2 separate regions of the Sus scrofa genome follow, and region 1 is linked to region 2. Evidence: chromatin contacts called from public Hi-C data. All regions are on one chromosome and are shown on one strand. Each heading gives the region's core, a stretch centred on a gene start, on an enhancer-like site or on the middle of the called end of the contact. The rest is flanking DNA. Distances are from core to core; before and after follow the strand shown. Region 1 holds the start of ADAM17 (ADAM metallopeptidase domain 17). Region 2 holds the start of YWHAQ (14-3-3 protein theta).

The links. Hi-C and Micro-C count contacts between places; a contact is called where the count stands out from the background.
Region 1: a Hi-C map of liver shows a contact between it and region 2, with 7 times the contacts expected there. The contact joins the promoter of ADAM17 here to the promoter of YWHAQ in region 2. A contact is called at or near these places in 7 of 47 Hi-C or Micro-C datasets (alveolar macrophages, blood, heart right ventricle and 2 more) and 2 of 2 datasets of contacts at active chromatin or transcription factors (alveolar macrophages and skeletal muscle).

Annotation. Positions count from the first base shown.
Region 1 is chr3:126,793,937-126,799,612 of Sscrofa11.1, reverse strand. ADAM17 (ADAM metallopeptidase domain 17) reads right to left here and starts at 3,983. Exons shown (of 19, transcript NM_001099926.1): 1 at 3,855-3,983. The coding sequence starts at 3,951.
Region 2 is chr3:126,737,339-126,743,088 of Sscrofa11.1, reverse strand. YWHAQ (14-3-3 protein theta) reads right to left here and starts at 4,294. Exons shown (of 6, transcript XM_021087862.1): 1 at 4,140-4,294; 2 at 3,387-3,744. The coding sequence starts at 3,680.

The DNA of each region.
Region 1 (5,676 bases), core at 2,734-5,233, 57 kb before region 2:
AAGCCAAATGGAATTCTCCAGTTTCCCCACCAGGGCTGTCTGCGTAACTCTTATCTTCATTCTATTCTAGAAATATAGTTTATCTCTTTGACTAGCACAAAGCAGAGTTAGGGAGGTCCCGTCGTGGCGCAGCAGAAATGAATCCAACTAGGAACCATGAGGTGTCGGGTTCGATCCCTGGCCTTGCTCAGTGGGTCAAGGATCCAGCATTGCCGTGGGCTGTGGTCAAGGATCCAGCATTGCCGTGGGCTGTGGTGGAGGTGGCAGACGCGGCTCAGATCTGGCGTTGCTGTGGCTGTGATGTAGGCCGGCGGCTACAGCTCCGACTCAACCTTTAGCCTGGGAACCTCCATATGCCTCGGGTGCGGCCCTAAAAAGGACAAAAGACAAAAAAAAAAAAAAAAAAAGCAGAGTTACATTAAATTTCTCTTAAAGCAGTTAGGGTGTGTGTTTCAGTTTCAAGGGAATGCAGCCAGTAAGCAAAATTACCATCAAAAGAGGAAGTCAGATGTCAAAATCTTGAGAGAAATGATGCCGTCAATATGAGAAACAGGCCCTGCACTGGGGAGACGCCCCACCCCATATACTTTTGCATTTCAGAATATATGTTTCAGATCCCGACTTCCATCCCTCATCTGTGACCTATATTTTTTCCTTCCACCCACTACATCCTCTTATTAAGAGTAACACAAAGAGAAAACTCTTTTGAAATCAAAGGGAGACTTATATACCCCAGCTGCAACTTCAAGATATCATCATGAGTAAGCTCACATGACTCATAACTTTCCTAAATTATGCAATTCATAACAGCTCAGCTGAAATCATCTCGGTGACCTACGGCGTCCTCCAAAAGCCGGGACTCTGTTACACATTTTTGTCCTTCGGAAAATGTCGTATCCCTAATTGATATTTAGCACTGCGTTTATGGTAACACTCATGGATAAGTAGGCTAATAAACAACCATGCTCTTTAAGTATGAAATTATTCATTAGCCTTGACCAATTCAATCTAAATGGTAGGGTTACCGTAAGCAACAAAAAAAGTCACTCTTCAAAAAAGAAAAAATACCCACAGGGCATACATTTGTCACTAACTGTATGAACTTGACAACTCACTATGCCTTTCTAAGACACATCTTTCTGCCCCCTTCATTTAATAAAAACGAGACACAGGAGTTCCCGTCATGGCGCAGTGGTTAACGAATCCGACTAGGAACCATAAGGTTGCGGGTTCGATCCCTGGCCCTGCTCAGTGGGTTAACGATCCGGCGTTGCCATGAGCTGTGGTGTAGGTTGCACACACGGCTCGGATCCTGCGTTGCTGTGGCTCTGGCGTAGGCCGGTGGCTACAGCTCCGATTGGACCCCTAGCCTGGGAACCTCCATATGCCGCAGGAGCGGCCCAAGAAATAGCAAAAAAAAAGACAAAAAAAAAAAAAGAGAGAGACACAATCTCCACGGTTCATTTCAATTCTAACAGTTGCTAAGTGCCTCTATCGAGAGTGTCCTTATTTCGAGTCTGGGCTCATCACCTCCTTCCCCAGTTAGGTCAACCCTGCTTGATGATAACGTGATAACTCCCACAATGTGTTCTATCACTCACCTTCATATTGTTCTAGAATTGCCTGTTCATATATCTCTATCCTGCCATGCCAAAAGGTGTGGGTGTGTGTGTGGGTGTGTGTGTGTGTGTGTGTGTCTGCACCCAAAGCATGTGGAAGTTCCTGGGCCAGAAATCAAACCTGCGCTGCAGTTGTCTGATCTTCATATTTCCAATAACACTTGCATACAGTACGTGTTCTTCAAACATCTAGACCACGCATTTTTCTGGCACCAGTGGTCCGCACTTTGCAAATAAAAACACATGATAAAAATAGAAAAATCCCTTACGATCTGTGAATGCTGCTGAGAATTAATCTAAAAGTGAGGTTTTCTTTGCGATTCCTAGGATTCATGCTACTTATTTCTCCACTACTGAACATGAGAATAAAAGTGAAACAGCTGTGTTAGAGTGGTAAAAATATAACTTTAATACCTCGAAATACATGTTAGCTTATTTATTTATTTATTGCTTTTTAGGGCTGCACTAGTGGCATATGGTTCCCAGGCCAGGGATTGAACTGGAGCTGTAGCTGCCAGCCTACGCCACAGCCACGGCAATGTGGGATCCGAGCCTCAATTTCAACCTACACCACAGCTCACAGCAATGCCGGATCCTTAACCCACTGAGCGAGGCCAGGGATCAAACCTGCAACCTCATGGATCCTTGTCAAGATTTGCTTGTGGAGTTCCCGTCGTGGCGCAGTGGTTGACGAATCCGACTAGGAACCATGAGGTTGCGGGTTCAATCCATGCCCTTGCTCAGTGGGTTAATGATCTGGCGTTGCCGTGAGCTGTGGTGTAGGTTGCAGACGTGGCTCGGATCCCGAGTTGCTGTGGCTCTGGCATAGGCCGGTGGCTACAGCTCCGATTCGACCCCTAGTCTGGGAACCACCATGTGCTGCGGGAGCAGCCCAAGAAATAGCAAAAAGACCAAAAAAAAAAAAAAAAAAAGATTTGCTTCTGCTGGGCCACGACAGTAACTCCATGTTTGTTCATTTTATTAACATTTATCCTTATCACATGGCTCTTACCCTATTCCTCCATCATGACCATCCCTAACTCCCCATTTTTTTCAATTTGTATTAACGTATCACATCTCAGCACTTCCTACCAGGTTCTCCCCAGCCTGTCATTAGACTAATCACCTGTAATCCATTTCAATTTAAGGTGACTGACAAAGCAGTTGTTCAGGTGAGAGCGTAGCCATCATTAACACCCTCAGTCAATTATAAGGAAGTTCCGGGTAAAATAATGCAAGTTTTATTAGCCATAAAGAAAATCCACACAAAGTCTCCATCTGCCCGATACTATACATGCAATCACGGTAGGGTTTGGGGACCAAAACCACCATGAAAAATCACTGAGGCTCTAACTTCTCACACTGGGAAAATATACTGGTTCATACTTTATTACCAGTTAATTAAACTCTCTCACATGCCAACTTTTTTTTAACTGATAAAGAACCCAGTCACTACACCTTGACACAAATTAACTGCCAGCAATTTACACATCTCTTAATGTTAGTCCATCCTTAATCCAAGCTCTTTAGAAAATCTAAATCACCTACTTTCTAGGCTCAATCAAATTGGTGATTCCTGATAATCTGTTTAAAATGGCAAGGCAGGCATTCACAGCAGCAGCATTACCAGTTGGCCCGGTAAATTTAAGCGCCCCCACCCCAGCACCTCCAATAAGCTCCAATTTAAATAACTAAATACACGCTTATGGTGTTCGCAAAACGAAACTCTTGAGCGCTCCAGTCACTGCCTTCCAACCAGATTACTAAGTACCCCCTACAGCAGAAAATCGAGTTCGCTCCTTTTAGAGCCAGGAAGAGCTGCGGAGCTTCCTCTCCTCCTCCAGAATCCCGCCTTTGGTAGGAACACAATATAGGTTTGTTCCTCAGGAGGGCAGGGATCTGGACCGCATCCTCCTCTCCAAACGCGAGCCACCATCACTCCCGCCTCACCTCTTCCCAAACACAGACTCAGGGGACAGACCCCTCCCAGGCCCCGAGTCCCCCTCGGAGGCCCCCTCCAGGATCCCTCCCCCGTTCAGGGAGACGAGCCCATCTCCCTTCTTTCCCCGAAGTCCGAGAGCCACACCCCCTTCCCACGCTGAAAACCTCGGGACGCGCACAGCCGTCCACACCCCGCCCCCAAACACCTGACAGATCCCGCTTCCCTGCTCTTTCCCGAAAGCTGCGCTCCCCAAGCACCCGGTGCCGGCCCAAGCCAACTCCCAGGGTCTTTACCGAGTCGCTGAGGGGAGCCGAAGCCCGGCTCGTCCGGCGGTCGCGGCGCCAGCACGATAGGAACCAAGCTGGTCAGGAAGAGCGCACACTGCCTCATGTTCCCGGCCCGGCAACCGGCTCCACCTCTCCGAGCAGCCTTCGCCTGACTGGGGCTCAGGACGCTGCTCACATTGGGGGACAACGGGATCCGCCTGGCCTGTCCCCTCAAGCCTCTCACTCCTCCCGCGCCGCCTACCGGAAGACTCTGGAGCCTGACTCTAGGCCCCCCGGAAGCGCAGGCAGCGGAGCAGGGCCTGGCTCAGCCCGCTTCCGCCCGCCGCCAACGCCCGCCCCGCCCACCGCCGGAAGCCGGGCGCCGCGCGGCATGCTGGGAGGGCCTCGCTCGCCCCGCCCCGCGCAGGCGCGCTGCCATCTCACCGCCCCTCTGCCCGCCCCCTTCAGCCCCGCGAGGGCTCCGTGAGCTGCCCGCGGCGTCCTGACTCGACCCCGTGGAGCCTCGCCTCTGTCCCCGGGTGACCGCCGCGAGGGAGGCGGGAGCTCGCGAGTAGGCCCTCAGAGGTGCGTCCAGCCGCCTCCGTCGTCTCGGTCCCACCCACATCTGGTTAGGATCCCTGTTACCCTTTTTGCTAAACGGGCTGTTGAAACCGCCTGGAGCCCGGAGCGGACGAGGGGGAGCCCGGCGGGGCGTGCTCCTGGTTACGACCCAACGACGAAGTGTCCGCGACGAAAGACGGGCTCCTGGGAGCCCGAGGCCTCGCGTCCGCGCGCTGCTTCTGCCAGCCCAGCAGCCCAGATGCAAATGGGGTGCAACTTGGTTTGGGCGTCGGACCCCCTGGGCACATTAAGCCTCCCTCTGTCGTTGTAACGAAAAAGGCTTTGCAAGAGGGAAATAAACAAGCGCTTCCTTAATGCACATTTTCCCGTGGCCCTGCTGTACGTAGAGTCTGCAAGTATTTCAGAAACTATATCTTAGGCCTAACTCCTCATCTACCCGTACAGGGTCTTGAATCGTCCAGCCAACTTCTTGAAATTCAGTACTGTGTTTGGGCACTTCAGCTTTGATTGGAAATTTGCCAAGGAAGTTTGGGCGGGAGGGTTGGTTGGTTTTTTTGCTTTTTAGGGCCGCACTAGCGGCATATGGAGGGTCCCAGGCTATAGGTCAAATCTGAACCACAGCCGCCTGACCACAGCCACAGCCACGCAGGATCCCAGGCGCCTCTGACCTGCACCACAGCTCGGCGCAACGCCGGATCCTTAACCCACTGAGCGAGGCCAGGGATCGAACCGCAACCTCATGGGTGCTAGTCAGATTCCTTTCCGCTTTGCAATCCTTTGCGTAATTTTAGCTCTGGTGTGGTGGAATGTACTGAGTAAAACATTCTAATAACGTTGAAAGGGAGTTGCTATTCTGGTTCAACTAAAGTTGATACAAGTAGAACATAACACATTTTCCACTTGGGAGTGAATGGGGACAGCCTTCCCCCGATTATGAAATGGTAAATTGTTAGGAGTAAATTATTGGTCCTGCCTGGTAAAGTTTCAAGACTACTCCTGATAAAATACTCAAACTGTGGTTTAAACTTAGGTTCACTGTGGTATGCCTTGGTAAAATCGCAACATCTTTCCCAGCCGTTATTATCCGTAATTAACTGGTTTTGTGCATTTTCGGCTTACCTGAATCTGGTCTATTCATCTGAAGTATAAAATGCCTTCATTAAACATTCATTAATGGCATTCCTAATCAAAAAGCAAAGATTCATCTCTGCAAATTTTTTTTTTAATGTACCACATAAAAATGTGATGGTTGTGGAGTTCTCATTGT
Region 2 (5,750 bases), core at 3,045-5,544:
AAATTCTCCTTCCTGTTTGCCAAAGGGGGGGAAAAGAGAAAACCCAATTTTAGTACGCATGTGCAGCAACTTTATTATTTATTTTTGGTCTTTTTGGGGTAGCACCCTCGCCATAGGGAAGTTCCCAGGCTAGGGGTCAAAATGGAGCTGTAAATAAATAAATAAAAATAATTTTTGTTTTGTTTTGTTTTTGCTTTTTTAGGGCTGCCCCTGTGGCACGTGGAAGTTTCCAGGCTTGCAGCTGAATCAAAGCTGCAGCTCCTGGCCTACACCACAGCCACGCCAGATCTGAGCCGCATGTGCGACCTACACCGCAGCTCACGGCAAGGCCGGATCCTTAACCTACTCAGTGAGGTCCTCATGGATTCTAGCCAGGTTTGGTACTGCAGAGCCACAACGGGAACTCCCGTGATCAGCAACTTTAGAGTTCATGCTTCCTTCCCCAATATTTTGATACACTTTTACCGAATCACTAATTTACCAAGTACCAGAATCTCGTTCACTAGTCTATCACGTCATCTATTTTTTTTTTTTTTTTTGTCTTTTTTTGCCTTTTATAGGGCCGCTACTATGGCATATGGAGGTTCCCAGGCTAGGGGTCCAATTGGAGCTGTAGCCACCGGCCTACGCCACAGCCACAGCAACACAGGATCTGTGCTGCATCTGTGACCTACACCATAGCTCACGGCACCGCTGGATCCTTCACCCACTGAGCAAGGCCAGGGATCGAACCCACAACCTCATGGTTCCTAGTCAGATTCGTTAACCACTGCGCCATGACGGGAACTCCTATCGCGTCATCTATTACAGACTAACAATTAGTTCAGGTTACAAACTAATAACTGGCACTCAAACCAGACATTCTAGATGCTGTTACCTGCACACCATTCAAAACTCTTCCCTGTTTTCCCACTGTCCATCAACTGAGGAAAACTTCCCTCCGACACTGTCTTAAAAACTACAGTTTCTATCTTCGTCTACAGGCTTCTTTCCTGTAACAAGAGCTGAATCTACACATATTCTGCTCTTCACACCGAAACCTTCCTCCAAGAATCAGGCCCATCCTGAGGTCCTCCCGCCTGGAATACTGACACCACCCCTCCCGACCGCCTCCCTCGCGGCTCCTTTCCAAAGCTGCTCTGTGTGAAGCCTTCCTGAAGTTTCTGTCTCCTGCGACCGCCACAGCATTTCTGCATCACCAGCTTATGGGAATTACACATTATTTACACTTGGACATTCCTCACATGCACTTCTTACTATAAATTATCGAAGGACAAAATCTATGGTTCTCAGCTTTGCTCCCCCCCGTGTTAGCACAGTGCCTGCCTTGTCCGTGCTAACCTCTCAAATGGAGGTGCCAACTTAAAGACAGGCTTTCTCAGGATATTTTTGGTAGGTTTGGCCATTAAGTCATAACTTAGTTTCTTCAGCCATTTTACCAATAAAAATATTTTACTTATATTTTGGTGTCTAATTAATCTAGTCTTTTATTTCACTTAGTGAGCGTGTGTGTGTACACATATGAATATTTCATATAAACCTGTCCTAATTGCAGCGGTTCTCTTCCGCTGAAATGATGTCCGAGAAAAGTCTCCTGAATATACTTGGTCTCTCAAGTCGCTTTTCGAGTAAGCAAACTCTCCTCCACTCATGCCATCAAAAAAACGAAAATTTGTAAGAGCCACAAAAATAAAACAAATATTCCCGGCTACCTTGCTAGAGAATAGCAAAAATTCTGTGGTACTCCTGGATTGCTGCAGGGTAAGTAACAAAGTGCAAAGTAAAGACAGAATAGAAAAAGATGGAAATATGCTGTGGGAGTGCCCCAAAGTAACACGGACCTAAAAAAGCTTGTCCTTGACACAGGCATCCTGATGCATCTTCCTTGACAACAGAGAAGATGCTCTCAAGAGCCATTACCATACGCACTGAAGCCCACCACCACTTTCAAGACAGCAAAATTTTTTTGAATATAAGCAATTCAGGGCAGAAAGTTTCTCTGAGTGCCTCCTTTACAGCAGGCAGGGAATGGCAGCTAAGACATAGATGACCCTAAAATCTCACCCACATAAAGCCAATAACCTCAACAGAAGTTTCCTCCACTCTGTACACTCTCTGCATTGCTTTCTTTGCCCCTTTACCAGCTTTCTCCACCAGCCACGATTTTGTTCAGATCATCTGCTATTGGTGTTGAAAAAATAGGTGAAAGGAAAAAAAAAAACAACAAAAAACAAACCTCCTGCCCCACCAATTCGATGGGGCAAGGAAGAGAAGATTGGGACAAGAGGAATGTCCCCCTCTATTCCATCTTGAAATATCGCCAATCTAGCATGACTGTCTTTCAAAGGCCACCTAAAATACTACATGGAACGAATACATCAAAAATCGCCAAGGCCCCCTGTAAACGTGGCCCATAAGAAAAGAGGCAAATGCATCAGATGTTTCATTATTTTATTAGTAGAAATGACTCTTTGCAGTATCAAAACACTTAAAAACACTCCAGAAGATAATGCTGGCATTGAGATTTTAAAAACTTATCTTACCGATCGAAAGACCCATACAATGACAAAGCTAAAAACGTTCTCTCTCACTAATAAGAGTGAATCACAGCAGGCACCCTACTCCACCCAACAGCCACCCACGCTAAGACTGGACAGTTCAAAACCTGCAAAGTCCTCCTTGCCTCCTCCACACCAGATACGAATTCACTTCAACACATTCGTGTTTCAGCGTAGCTATGTCATAGCAAGGAAACGCTGTCAGGTACTGAAATTTGGCAGGACATTCGATTTAGCGGTGCTCTTTTCACTTTTACCAAATTCCCCCCTTTCCCCGTTTTTAACAAGGAAAAAGCTCAACAGATACTCTTGCTTGAAAAATGAAGCACCCATTCAGATTTTCGTAAAGTTCCACGACTAGGTTTGGAAAGAAAACCAAGCCTTGCTCACACACGTATCGAACAGGAGCCCGGCACCTTCTTTCAAAGGAAGCCTGACGCCTATGAATTGATTAACTACATTTAAAGGGTTCCCAGGTTTCCTCTGTAAGCTTGAACACGATGCTCAGTCTTGTACAAACCCACTCGCGTGTTTCAAAGTTACAATGGTGGGGAAGCAACCCAGCATCTAAGAAAAACCTACTTACCACTGGGGCGGGGAGAAGCAGCTTCTGGATCTCAAGAACTGAAATAACACAGCGAGCAGGCCAAGGCTATAACCTCCTCAAACCCTCGACGTCGGCAGACAATCGGGAAAGGCCCGGCCCGACTCGGTCCCCGTGAAATTCTCAAGGGAGGGCCTTACACAAAGGGGCCCCGGCGCCCCGGGACGCACGGCTCCCCGGCTCCCGCCGCCCGGCCTCCCGCCCCCGGAGGGTCGCACACTCACCAGGACCGTGGTGCAGATGGACCGCAGCTCGGACTCCACTTTCTCCCGATAGTCCTTAATCAGCTGCAACTTCTTGTCGGAGGTGTCGGTCTTCTGCTCGATGCTCGAGATGACCCTCCAGGCGGACCTGCGGCCCCCGACCACGTTCTTGTAGGCCACCGAGAGCAGGTTGCGCTCCTCGTTGGACAGCTCGGCGCCCTGCTCCGTCACGGCCTTCATGCAGGTGGCCATGTCGTCGTAGCGCTCGGCCTGCTCGGCCAGCTTCGCCTTCTGGATCAGCTCCGTCTTCTCCATGGGGCCGGGGACAGGGCAGCGAGGGCGAGCACCGACCCGGACAGCGAGCAGGCGTGCGGCGGGCCTGCGGGAGGGCGGGGGCAGGAGGGCGGGGGCGGCGCCGTCAGACAATGCGCCCGCCGCCCGGCCGCCCGCCCGCGGCGCCTTTTGTCTGTCCCCGCACGCGCGGCCCAGTTGAATTTCCCTCCCCCGCCCACGCTCCCCACGGGGCGCCCGGGAGGCCCGGGGGGCGCCCGCCCAGGCGGCCCCGGGCGGGAGAAGGAGGAGGAGGAGGAAGGGCCGCTCCCGCGCCCGCCCGGCCCAAGATGGAAGCGGCCGTTGGCCCGCACCTTCCCGCCGGAGCCGCCCCTGAGGAGAGCGGCGTCGAGGCCAGCGGCCGCTCCCCCCGGGGCTGGCCTCCCGCCCGGCTCTCAGGCCCGGCCAGGCCCGAGGAAGGCCGGGGGCGACCCTGGCGCTCACCTTCACGTCTCCGCGGCCGCGGCGCGAGTCCCACCACTTTGATCGGCTTTTGGCTTTAGCCGAGGACCCTCCCGTCTCAGCCTACCTCGGAGCCGAGAGGCGGGCCGCCGCGCGGCTGCCCTCGCTCCCGCCGCCCAATGGCGCGCCGAGAGGTCCCCTAGGGTCCCGCCTCCCGCTCCGCCTCTGGCCAATGAGCACTGAGCGCGCGGAAGGGGGCGAAGGGGGCGGGGCGGGAGGGGAAGCGGAGGCTAGGAGGGTGGGTCGGCTTGGGCAAGTTCGGTTGGCTCGCAGGCTGCGGCTTCGGCCACGGGGTTTCCTCCAATTAGATCCAGGGTAAAAGGACGTCACTGTTGCCATGGCGATGCTGTTACCAACTCCCCTCATCCTCCCCGCCACCCCCAGCCCTCGTGGGTGCGGCACGGGAGCGGGCGGTTCGCACGACCTCTCCTGCAGTGGCCGGGTCTCCTGCTGCAGCACCGCTGCAGATGGGGCATTGCATCTTGTGGGCTAATTAATGCAGCTGCGGCTCTCCTGAGCCCCGGTGAGGTCGGGCCTGGGAGGGTGATACCATCGGCTGTTTGTTGCACAAATGCCTTTCTTTCCTCCACCTTCCTATTCGTGACAAACGTTTGAAGCTCAGTACACAGAACCCAGCCTTTAATGACGTTGCGATGGGGACTGCGAATTAGATATAATCCCATCCCCATTAAAGAGGAATTCGTTTCTGGAGAAAGCGGCTTAAGCAAGGGTCTTACACGAGAAATTCATTTTCAGACGGGTACCTAAACCCTGAAGTTCCCTTGGAAAATACCAAAAAAAAAGTCCAGACAGGTCTCTCTGGCGATGCCAGATGTTGCGATTTTCTTTAAAATGGGAAATGACATGATTAAGGATAATCTGAAGAAACACACTCTTCCCCCAACTGTTTTTATATTTCTTTTCAGCATTCCCAGGTCATGTGTCTAAATTCATATTTTTCCCATCATTGTGGTCTTACATGTACATGCTTTTTATTTTCTGGTATTAATTTTGAAAGGACGCTTGCAAAGCTCAACTTCCCTCTCTAGATGTTGACTTCTGACTTTCTCCTTGTGAACACCCTTCTGGCATGAGAATGATCTGCCCAAATGCCTTTTATCCAGGGTCATGGCTATCCCTTTCCTTTCGCTTCAAACTGGGCACTCCCCTCCAGCCACTCCCTTCTCTCCTGGCACTCCCTGAATAAGGTGCTGTCCTGAGTGTCTGGGCTCAGGCTACCATGATTCCAGGTCCAGCCCAACACAGGGAAAATGGATCATTGAAAGTGAAGAAAGCCACTGCTGAGAAAGAATTTCAGATTCCAAGTAGAGCCTGGAACAGACTTGAAGACTCTAGAATGGAAGATCTGAGGGCCAACAGATGGCCGGAGAAGGTTTGGACTTTCCAGAAATCTAAACTCCCTCCCAGCTGCCCCTCCCAGTCCTGACTCGCAAAGGTTGCTTTGTGCTTTGACCGACAGGAGAGGCCTGGGCTGGAAAGAGCTTGTGTGTGTCTTAAAGCAGAAATACCTTACTATGTTTCAGCATTTTAGTGGAGAGCCCTGCTGTTATTTCTGGAATCCCCGGGGCTGGA